Linked DNA regions of Sus scrofa: regions 1 and 2 are each linked to region 3. A link is a contact called in public Hi-C data. All regions are on one chromosome and are shown on one strand. The core of a region is the stretch at or near the end of the contact, and the rest is flanking DNA. Distances in the headings are between cores, read along the strand shown. Region 1 overlaps LOC110261340 (a long non-coding RNA gene). Region 2 holds the start of ZNF8 (zinc finger protein 8). Region 3 holds the start of LOC100738280 (zinc finger protein 132-like).

Region 1 (3,764 bases), core at 292-2,791, 250 kb before region 3:
AGTTTTGGGAATAAAATCTAAGGGAATAAAAATATCAATATGGCAGGGCGTTCCCATCGTGGCTCAGCAGAAACAAATCCGACTAGTATCCATAAGTATGTGGGTTCGATCCCTGGCCTCACTCAGTGGGTTAAGGATCTGGCATAGCCGTGAGCCATGGTATAGGTCGCAAATGTGGCCCGGATCCCGTGTTGCTGTGGCTGTGGTGTAGGCCAGCGGCTACAGCTCCAATTCAGCCCCTAGCCTGGGAACTTCCACATGTGGCAGATGTGGCACTTAAAAAAAAAAGAAAGAAAATTAATGCAGCAAATGGGAGTTCAGGGCCAAGCCAGGCCTCTCCCCACCCCCAATGGATCCTAAAGGGTGGAGACAAATCGCCTTCAAACAGGGCCCCCACCTCCAGGCCTAGCTGCACCCAGAGCCCCCTCTCTCCACATTCCCACCTCAGATGACTCAGGGTATTCACAGGGTCTCCTGGCCTCACCCAGAGATGACTCGCCCACTATAAGGGGGGCAGGGGTCCCTTTAGAATGAGAAATGGAGCAAGGGAGTGTCTTTAGTATCTCAGCTGCCTTCCTCAGTCTCTGCCAAAAATGCACACTCTGGACCCACTCAAGAGGAGAGGCAGACAATCAAGAGACATCCTTCACAACTGGCCTGGGCTCCCCAAATGCCTCCTCAAGACTGGGAACTCAAGGAAGTCACAGACCCAAGGCCAAAGAAGACGGGGCCCTGGGCTGGCTGGGGCCCAGGAGTAGACATGTTTCCAGGAAGTTGTTGGGGTGACGGGGGAACAGGGACCAGACCCTGGTATGGAGGTGAAGATGGTGGAAATGTCCAGCTTAGCTGAGAGACAGGTGTATATATAACGGGCGGTGGAAGGGAGAAGAGGGAGGGTACGGGAGAGAGAGGCAGATACAAATATAACAACAGGTGAACGTGAACAAAGGGTATGCAGAAGTTCTATGACCTTTTCTATACATTTGAAAGTTTCTTATAAAGGTTTAAAAACAATTCTCAGCGGCCCCCACAGCCCCCTGCCGTCTGAGCCATCCTTGCCCTGCCACGACTGGGTTTCCCTCGCCCACCCAGGAGGTCCCAGAGCAGAGGCAGGCACCTCATTCAAACCGAATCCACGCGGGTGACTGGGGGGAAAGGCAGGGCGACCCAAGGGCAGAGACAACCTCCATTCCAGGATGCTGCTCAGGACGGCTAAGCACGGCCCTTGCTCCCGAACACAGGGCCTCCCCGCTCCCACCTGGGCGCCCATGAGGGGCACACTCAGCCCTCGAGCCCCCTCCCAGGACACACATCTAGGGCCTCGTGACCCTTCCCCATCGACGGCACACGGGAAGTGATGCCTGGCCTCTCCCCGACGAGGGCCGACCCCTGCCCCGCCCCTCCCGTCACCTCCGAACGCGGACGCGTGCGCCAGCGGGTCAGATCGTTAAACCCTCCGGCCCCAAGGCGTAGGGACAGACTGCGCGAGCGCGCGGAGCCCGCGACTCCCAGAAGGCAGCGGGGAAAAGGGGGCGGGCCGAAGGCGCGACGACAGAGAGGACAACCAATTAAAGGCCGAGCTATCCTCGCGAGACCCTCGCTCCTTCCTCCAGGCGCCTGAGCCGTCCTTGATGCCATGGCAACGACGTAAACAAGAAGAGCCGAGGGACCAGGGGAGGAAGGAGGGCAACGCAGAGCAGAGGTGGCAAGGAAAAGTGAGGACACCCCACCCCGCAAAAGGACGCGCACACCAACGATGGCGAGACCAGGAAGCCCAGAATCCCAGAGACAGCGAGATACAGAGGACAGACACAAGGAGACTGACAGATGGAGACGGCCAAAGGGGCGAAGTCGGACTCAGAGAAGGGGAGATCCAGAGACTGGGAAGCTCCTATGTGGAGAGAGAGCCAGACAGAGGCAGACAGAAATAGACAGACCTAGAATGAGGAAGACAGAGTCCCTGGCAAAGAAGACCTAAAGATGAAGGCAGGGAAGATGAGAAGCAGAAACAAGGAGACGACAGAGACCCGCAGCCCTAGAAATAGAGATGGGGACACGACACCCAGAGACAGGGATGTGGGGGCAAAAAAGGAGGCTCTGCATGTGCAGGGAACTGACAGAATTCGAAGACTACCCCTGCTGGGGGTTCCAGGAGTCGCTAAAGTGGAGGAAAATGTAAGAGGAGCATCTGTGGTAAGTGATGTGCTCTGAAACCCAAAAGAGGCATCCTCAGTAGACAGGGCCAGGAGACTGCTTCCCATTCCAGAATTTTCTGGTTTTTATTTTATATTGTTTTATTTTACTTTATTTGCTTTTTAGGGCCGCACCTGTAGCATATGGTAGTTCCCAAGCTACAGGTGGAATCGGAGCTACAGCTGCCGCCCTACGCCACAGCCACAGCTACGTGGGAGCCAAGCGCGTCTGCAGTCTACGCCACAGCTCATGGCAACGCTGGATCTCTGACAGAATGAGGCCAGGGATGGAATCACATCCTCATGGATACTAGTCAGATTTATTTCTGCTGCACCACGATGGGAATTCCCCATTCCAGAAGTTTCTAAGTGGCAGTTTATGAGGCTGTCATCTTCTGTGAGCTGATTTTATTATTTTTTATTTTCTTTTTTCAAGATTTTTATTTTTATTATAGTTGATTTACAATGTTCTGTCAATTTCTGCTGTAGAGCAAAGTGACCCAGTCATACATATATATATACATTCTTTTTCTCACATTATTCTCCATCATGTTCCATCACAGGTGACTAGATATAGTTCTAGTCACTATACAGCAGGATCTAATTGTGTGAGTTAATTTTTTAAAACGTATCGCTTCTCGGCCTTTTGGCTAAGATCAAGTGTAATTTTTTAAAACGTTTCCCTGGGAGATGCCTGGGTGGCCTAGTAGGTTAAGGATCCGGCATTGTCACTGCTGTAGCTTGGGTCACTGCTCTGGCGACGGTTGGATCCCTGGCCCAGGAACTGCGGGCATGGCCAATAAATAAATAAATGTTTCCCTGAACATTTTTTTTTTTTTGTCTTTTTGTCTTTTCTAGGGCCGCACCTGCGGCATATGGAGGTTCCCAGGTTAGGGGTCTAATCGGAGCCATAGCCACCAGACTACGCCACAGCCACAGCAACGTGGGATCCAAGCCGTGTCTGCAACCTACACCACAGTTCACGGCAACGCCGGATCCTTAACCCACTGAGCAAGGCCAGGGATGAAACCCGAAACCTCATGGTTCCTAGTCGGGTTCGTTAACCACTGAGCCATGGTGGGAACTCCTCCCTGAACATTTTTGTTTGTTTTTCTTGGCTGCACCCTTGGCCTACAAAAGTTCCTGGGTCAGGGATCGAACCCCAGCCACAGCAGTGACAACGCTGGATCCTTAACCCATTAGGCCACCAGGGCACTCCCTTGAACACTTGTGTGTGTGTGTGTGTGTGTGTGTGTGTGTGTGTGTCTTTTTATGGCCACACCTGTAGCATATTGAGGTTTCCAGGCTTGGGGGTCAAATTGGAGCTGTAGCTGCAGGCCTACACCACAGCAATGCCAGATCTGAACTCCATCTGCAGTGACCTACACCACAGCTCATGGTAACTCCAGATCCTTAACCCACTGACTGAGGCCAGGGATCAAACCCATGTCCTCATGGGTACTAATCAGGTTTGTTATCACTGAGTCACAGCGGGAACTCCTTACATATTTATTCACAACAACGCTCCATTTTTGGGGTTAAAAACATGAATTTTATGAATTTCATGAATTT
Region 2 (3,449 bases), core at 588-3,087, 130 kb before region 3:
CAGACCCTGTGGGGTTGGGCCCTGGGTGGGGTGGCAGGGGTGATGCCCAGCAGGGAGAAGAGCCGGTCGCTGGACTGGAGTGGGGCGATACTGGGGCAGAAAGAGAGAACAGGGATGGAAGAGGGTGTGGAAATCGCGGCCCCTTGGAAGCCAGATGCCCAGTGTCCACAGTGACTGTGATCGTTCACCCCTTTGTAGTGTTTGTGGTTTATTGTGTGTCTACAGCAGCAGCCCCATGGGGGCAGGTGAGTATCTCTATTCCTTGCTTTGCTGTGCCTGGTTCCTAGCATACAGCAAATGGTCAAGTAAATATTTGTACTGGTTCAACTGCCTGTGATGAACATCTGCTTTTCCTTCTTTCCTAATAACCTTTTTTTTTTTTGGTCACATCCATGGCATGCAGAAGTTCCTGTGCCAGGATCCAGCCTGTGCCACATCAGCGACCCAAGCCACTGACAACAAAGGATCCTTAACTCACTGAGCCACCAGGGAACTCCAAATAAACCTTTTTTTTTTTTTTTGGTCTTTTTAGGGCCGCACCTGTGGCACATGCAAGTTCCTAGGCCAAGGGTCGAGTGGGAGCTGGAATTGCCCTATTACACCAGGGCCACAACCACAACACAGGGAGATTCAAGTGGCATATGAGACCTAGTTGGGGCAACCCAGGGTCTTTAACCCACTGAGGGAGGCCAGAGGTGGAAACTGCAACCTCGTGGTTCCTAGTAGGATTCATTTCTGCTGCAGCATGAAGGGGAACTCCCAAATAACTTTTTTTTTTTGCTTTTTAGGGCTGCACCTGCAGCATATAGAGGTTCCCAGGCTAGGGGTCCAATCGAAGCTGACAGCCTACACCACAGCAACTGCAACACAGGATCGGAGCCACGTCTGTGTGACCTACACCACAGCTCACGGCAATTCCGGATCCTCAACCCACTGAGCGACTCCAGGGATAGAACCGGCAACCTCATGGTTCCTAGTCGGATTCCTTGCTGTTGCACCACTAAGGGGACTCCTCAAATCAACTTTTTAATAGACTCCAACAGACCCACAGAAATGACCCATTGCAAAGGGAACAGCCCAAATAGAGAAACAAGTTGATCAGCGCTCAGAAAATGTGTCCCTCCCAGTTGGTAGCCCTTTAAAACCGGTTTTATTAACAAAATGTTCTTATATTTTGAAACATAAAAATGTTTTAAGCATAATGGCAGTATACGAGCCAGAGAGAAACAAGAAAAGCCCCAGGAGTTCCCGTCGTGGCTCAGTGGCTAATGCAATCCGACTAGGAACCATGAGGTTGCGGGTTCTATCCCTGGCCTTGCTCAGTGGGTTAAGGATGCGGTATTACCGTGAGCTGTGGTGTAGGTCACAGACGCGGCTCGGATCCCACGTTGCTGTGGCTCTGGCGTAGGCCGGCGGCTATAGCTCCGATTCGACCCCTAGCCTGGGAATCTCCATTTGCCGCGGGAACGGCCCAAGAAATGGCAAAAAGACAAAAAAAAAAAAAAAAAAAAAAAAGCCCCAGGTCTCCTGTGCATTTCCAACTGGGAAAGGCAGGCCGGAATTTCAACCTGGGCGGTCGCATTCCAGGGTGCAATCCGGTGTTTGATAGATGGGCGCGGGGGCACCCGAGAGCAAGGCTGCCAGGAAGGGTGGGCTGGGAGATCTGAGACCTCAACACCGTAACGACTCCGGAGGACCTCCACCCACCAGTCCCGCTGCACGCCCGCCTGAGGCTCCCATTGGCGGGAAGCCGGCGAGCGGATGCTCCCATTGGCCCGCAGTCGGGACAGCCCCCTTGGCCGAAGGGCATGCGCCAGGAAGCTCCCATTGGTCAAGGCTCCAGGAACGAAGGTTTCCATTGGCGCCGCTCGGCCTTCTGGGAGCTGTATTTGCAGCGTCGCCCGCGCAGCCGCCATTGTCCCCGGGCAGCGATTCCCCAAATCCTTGTTGGGGGGTGGCTCTTGGGTTCGGAGTCGCCAAGGGTTCCTGTCCTCACCTGTCTGCCCAGGATGGACCCCGAGGAGGAAGCAGCGGCGTTGGCGATGGCTACGGGTCCCCCGGAGGAACGGCTTCAGGTAGGCCGTAACAATAATAGTAACAATAACAACGACGGCAGCGGGCCCGGGCAGGGCGTCTACCACAGATAATGACCCTTTAGCCCTCGCAGCGCACGGAGCGGGGTCGGGCGTTAGAGCCCCAACCCCTGGATATACTGGGAGACGGAAGCCCCGGTTGGGGCGCTCGGACCAACCTAGCTGGTTAAGAAGGGCGTCGGGCTTCGAACCCGGGCCTTCCAGTCCTCGAGTGCGCATGCTTCCCGGGCCTCTGGCCTTCCGGTTCCAGGATGCGACTTTGGGTGGTTCCTGAGGACCAGGCTCGCCCCCTCGACACCCTTCCCCCGGTCCCGAAGGCCGACCGCTCTGCGGAAGGGTAATAGAAACTGGCGTAGAGATGCTCCCGCGGGCGGAGTCCACCGACCCCCAAACAGAGCCCCGCTGCCCGAAGCCCCCAGCCTGTGGCCGGGACGCAGTCTCCGGGGGTGAGGACAGGGGATCACACACCGCGTTTGTGGGGCAGGAGCGATACAGGGCTCCTGCAGGGCTGGCGGGGACTGCAGTTCTCGGCAGCCTGTTCGGAAGGCCATCTGGGAAGGCGCCTGATTCGAAGCTCCAGCGTTTCTGGACAAAGTGTCCGCTGCCTGTGTTCTCCGCATAGTGCTTTCTCCACGTGGCAGGAGCCTAAAGAAAGTCGTAATTCCTGAAGCGCCTGGACTTTTTTTTTATTGTTGTCCATGGGGATTTGCATTTATTTCAGATTTGGTATGCGGATGTGCACGTGTTGAGAGATGTGTTGTTGCAGATTGATGAGACAGGCAACCGGGCCTTAGTTTACTTTGCTGTGGCTGGGAGTCGGGGGCAGGGAGTGAGCCATGTCACAGAACACCAGAGCTGGACAGCAGTTAAAGCAGTAAGAACAGAATGTGTTCGGGAACTGTCGCAATAGGGGAAAAGAGACTTCAGTATAGAACTGCGCTTAATTCCAAATACAAGAAAAAGTGGGGATTTACAGGAGGTTGGGGGGTAATTCTTGCTGAACTGAACTGAAACAGGATTCTTGCTTAAGCAGGCCAAGTGATGGGATGTTACCTGGAGTATTTTGAGGGATGAGGACTTTGAGAAGATGTCAAGAAGGGAGTTCCTGTCGTAGTGCAGTGGTTAACGAATTTGACAAGGAGCCATGAGGTTACGGGTTCGATCCCTGGCCTTGCTCAATGGGTTACGGATCCGGCATTGCCATGAGCTGTGGTGTAGGTCCAAGACATGGCTCAGATCCAGAGTTCAGCTGTGGCTCTGGTGTAGGCCGGTGGCTGCAGCTCCGATTAGACCCCTAGCCTGGGAACCTCCATGTGCCGAGGGAGCGGCCCTAGAAAAGGCAAAAAGACAAAAAAA
Region 3 (3,380 bases), core at 460-2,959:
ACCCCATCTCCCAGGCTCTTCTCCACTCAGCATTCAGAGGGAGCTGTTAAGACCTGAGTCCCGGATTTCGCTGGTGGCCTAAGGATCCAGTGATGTCACTGCTCTGGCACAGGTTTGATTCCTAGTCCAGGAACAGCCACACGCTGTGGGGATGACCAAAAAGAGACAAGGACCCTAGTCCAGTCACCTTCCAGCTCTGCTACAGACTTCCCTTGACTTGCAACACTCTGAAACTAGAGGCTCAGTACCTCAGTTTGCCATTCCAGGCCTGCCTCCAGTTCCCCTGCTCTTTATTTCCACCAGACTAAATGGAGACCTGTGGTTTCCCTAAACACTTCCACCTTATACTCACATCCCAGCAATTGGTACATGCTGATCCCTGTGCCAAGGACGCCTTTCCAAACCTTATCTAATGTGATCCTGCCCATATAATCTATGGCCCAGCTTCAGGATGCTAGACTCATGAGCAGGCGGAGTTCGCGACACCACCATTCCCTAATAGGGGTTACAGGATCATGAGGGCGGGGAAACCAGTGGGTGAGAACCTGGCGCGCCCGCCACTCACCTGCTCTGGGTCCATCAGGGACGCGGCAGGCACGGTCAGAACCTGTGGGCAGGGTGAGGCCGCGCGAAGCTGGGATCGGGAAGAGCCCCTCGGGTCATCCCAACACACACACACGGGCTGATCACAGGCTGATAGTCTCACACACACACACACACACACACACACACACACACACACACGGTGGACTGATCACAGGCTGATGGTCGCACTCAGGCCCTCAGTCTTCCCCGGTGTGAAATGGGGACTGCCTCTCAGAAATGTGAGGCGAAGGCGGGAACAGAGATTCTGCTCCCGTACCACTTCTGGGAAAACAGAGGCTCAGGAAGGAGGGGCCGTCAGCTGGGGTAAAAGCGAGTGACCCGGTGAGGGCCCCAGCACGTCTCTCCAGCCCGGTTCGCCGTGAGTCCCAAAGGCGGTCTGTGGACAACACCATCAGTTACAAAAACGAAGATTGCAATGGAGGCCCCGGAAGTCCCGTCCCATCCTTTGCTGCCCACGCGGAAACGCCCAAACCCTCACCTTATGGGATCAAGGGTCGCAGCCAATAGGACACTTTTTCCTGAGCCAATCATAGTGCCGCCTGGTCGTTGCCTGGGTGATCAGGAAGGGCGCACATCGCGTAAGGGCTCACGTGGCACGAACCACACTACCCAGAAGGGTAGTCGCAGAGCGTCCGCGCCAGTATTGACCAATGAGAGCCCAGGACAAGGGTATTTCCGGTCGGGTTGAGGCTTCTGACCAATGATAGCCTAGGGGAGGGGCGTTTCCGGAGCTGCCGAGCAGGCAGAGGCGGGACCTACCGGGTGGAATTGGTGCTCCAGTGTCCTGCCTTTATATGTGCAGGGGGCGAAGGGACCTAGTTACTGGGCTGCCTACGAGGTTCAGGAGGTTCTCGGGCCCTTGGAGGTCCGAGTGGGGTAGGTACGAGAGCCTGGGAGTCCCCACTTCTGTGCTCCTCCTGCCCTGTGACCGCAGTGAACGTCCCGGCTACTCCACTCCGCTCCTCGAGCTCTTGTGTCCTGGGCTGTCAGGTAGTGGCCCCGCGGGAGGGTGTTTGCCGCGGCCTCCGTCACAGCCCGTCTGTGTCAGCGGCCACTCAGGGGTCGTCGTCTTTAGCTTTGTATCTGCTTTTCGGAACAGGAGACCCTGGTTCGAAAGTCAACCATACCGAGGTGATGACCCAGCATATAGCTGGGCTGGGGACGTGATAAGCCAGCCGATCGACTGAGCACGGATGAGGCAGGGTCTCCTGGCCTCCACCTGGCCGGACTCTGAGCCCCAGTGCCCGAGGTTCCCGACTAAGCCCAGGACTCGGTGTTCAGGTAGAGCGTTCTCAGGTAGGCGGTATTAATTTCAGAATCCAGTATGATATCATGCGAAAGGTGCAGGGGGACGAATGTGCATGTGCAAGACTCGGAGGTGAGACTAACTTGAGAGCACTTAGGAAAGTTCTCATGTCTCCACCGCGAAGGACCAAGAGCGTGAGGAGTCCTATTTCTATAGACAGGCTGAGGGTGCTGGGATCCATAGCAAATTTTCAGAAGATGGATGGCCAATATCTGAGTTAGGTAAGATTTTGAAACTATCCTAGTGGATGGTTTGTGTGTACACACTGATGGGAGAGAGGTTGTGGTGGGGCTGAAAGCATGCGGCTTGGTGAGGCTGCTGCTGCTGCAGATATTTTCCGGGTGGCCTGTTCAGAATAGAAGTAGGAGAAATAATCAGATTCCAGATAGATTTTTCAAGGTGGAATCAATGGGGTTTCCGATTACATATGAAGAGTGATGCCAGAGGCCCGCTCCGGCGGCCAGGGAGCGTCCTCTTTTTCCCGATGGGAGAGGGATGCGGCGTCCGCGAATGAACAATTACGGAGACAGCCTCTTTGTCCCTTCTTTCAGGGCGCTGGACTGCTCAAACTTTATTGGCATAAGTGGTTGATTATATAGACAGTTTTTTGCTACAGATTACATCACAGTGTTAAAAGCACATTGGTCAACTATTACATGGTATAGCAGCCATACATCATGTTTTAAGATCTTTGTTTTAACTAAACTTAGTGGGTACAATTTAGGGGCAATTAGGTACAATACATCATGTTTAAAGATCTCTATCTTAACTAAACTTAGTGAGTACAATTTAAGGGCAATTAGGTACAATACATCATGGAAAGGAGGCGACTACAAATCATCCCATGGCCAGCCAGTCTTTACAATTTGAAGAGTTCACAGACACAAGAATTTGGCATTCTCAAATCTTGTTTTTAGACTGGTGCTTATCTTTAAGCGTTATGGCAGGGAGACAGTGTAAGAAAATATAAACCAACTTAACTAGATATCACTTAAAAGCTTCTATAACTCATAGCTAGGTGTCTTTTGGTCAAGAATGATATATGTCTAACTTCTATGAACCTCATTAAAATCCTAACTCTAAAATTTTACTGTATAACTAATTAATAGATAAACACTATGTTTTAACTAAGTTGGATTAAAATAGGGGAAAGTCTCTCAGGATGAAATTCTTATTATATTATTGTTGTAATTTTGTTAAATCACAAATCACCACAGGACAGTAAGAATGGGAAATAAGAATAATAAGTAAATAATCAGGAAAGACTGAGAAAAATTGAATAACAAATAAAATAGCAGGAAAGACTCACCCGAGAAACAATCCGTGTTCTCCAGTGCAAACATGGAAATTGCTTTCCCAGGAAAGCCTTAATTCTTCCCCATCAACATCAAAGTAAGAGCTGTGTAACCTGAGGCCTGCCCTCGGCTTGTACGGTACAGGCAGGCTTTCATCCTGACCAGAGGCCCAC

Evidence for each region. Hi-C and Micro-C count contacts between places; a contact is called where the count stands out from the background.
Region 1: a contact with region 3 is called in a Hi-C map of omental adipose tissue, with 1.6 times the contacts expected there. The contact joins the enhancer-like site here to the promoter of LOC100738280 in region 3. A contact is called at or near these places in 4 of 47 Hi-C or Micro-C datasets (epiblast stem cells, mesenchymal stem cells, omental adipose tissue and 1 more).
Region 2: a contact with region 3 is called in a Hi-C map of heart right ventricle, with 4 times the contacts expected there. The contact joins the promoter of ZNF8 here to the promoter of LOC100738280 in region 3. A contact is called at or near these places in 2 of 47 Hi-C or Micro-C datasets (epiblast stem cells and heart right ventricle).

Annotation. Positions count from the first base shown.
Region 1 is chr6:62,779,855-62,783,618 of Sscrofa11.1, forward strand. All of the region lies in intron 1 of LOC110261340 (a long non-coding RNA gene), which reads right to left. Among named protein-coding and RNA genes, the nearest start is that of ZNF135, 28 kb to the left of the region's middle. Within about 2 kb of position 1,542, at least 44 of the 83 cell types and tissues checked have an H3K27ac peak or open chromatin away from gene starts, as enhancers often do. A contact at or near this core is called in omental adipose tissue and retroperitoneal adipose tissue, where this site is marked.
Region 2 is chr6:62,892,780-62,896,228 of Sscrofa11.1, forward strand. It overlaps ZNF8 (zinc finger protein 8), which reads left to right and starts at 1,838. Exons shown (of 5, transcript XM_005664944.3): 1 at 1,838-2,075. The coding sequence starts at 2,010.
Region 3 is chr6:63,024,870-63,028,249 of Sscrofa11.1, forward strand. It overlaps LOC100738280 (zinc finger protein 132-like), which reads right to left and starts at 1,710. Exons shown (of 5, transcript XM_013998920.2): 1 at 1,085-1,710; 2 at 566-982. The coding sequence starts at 580.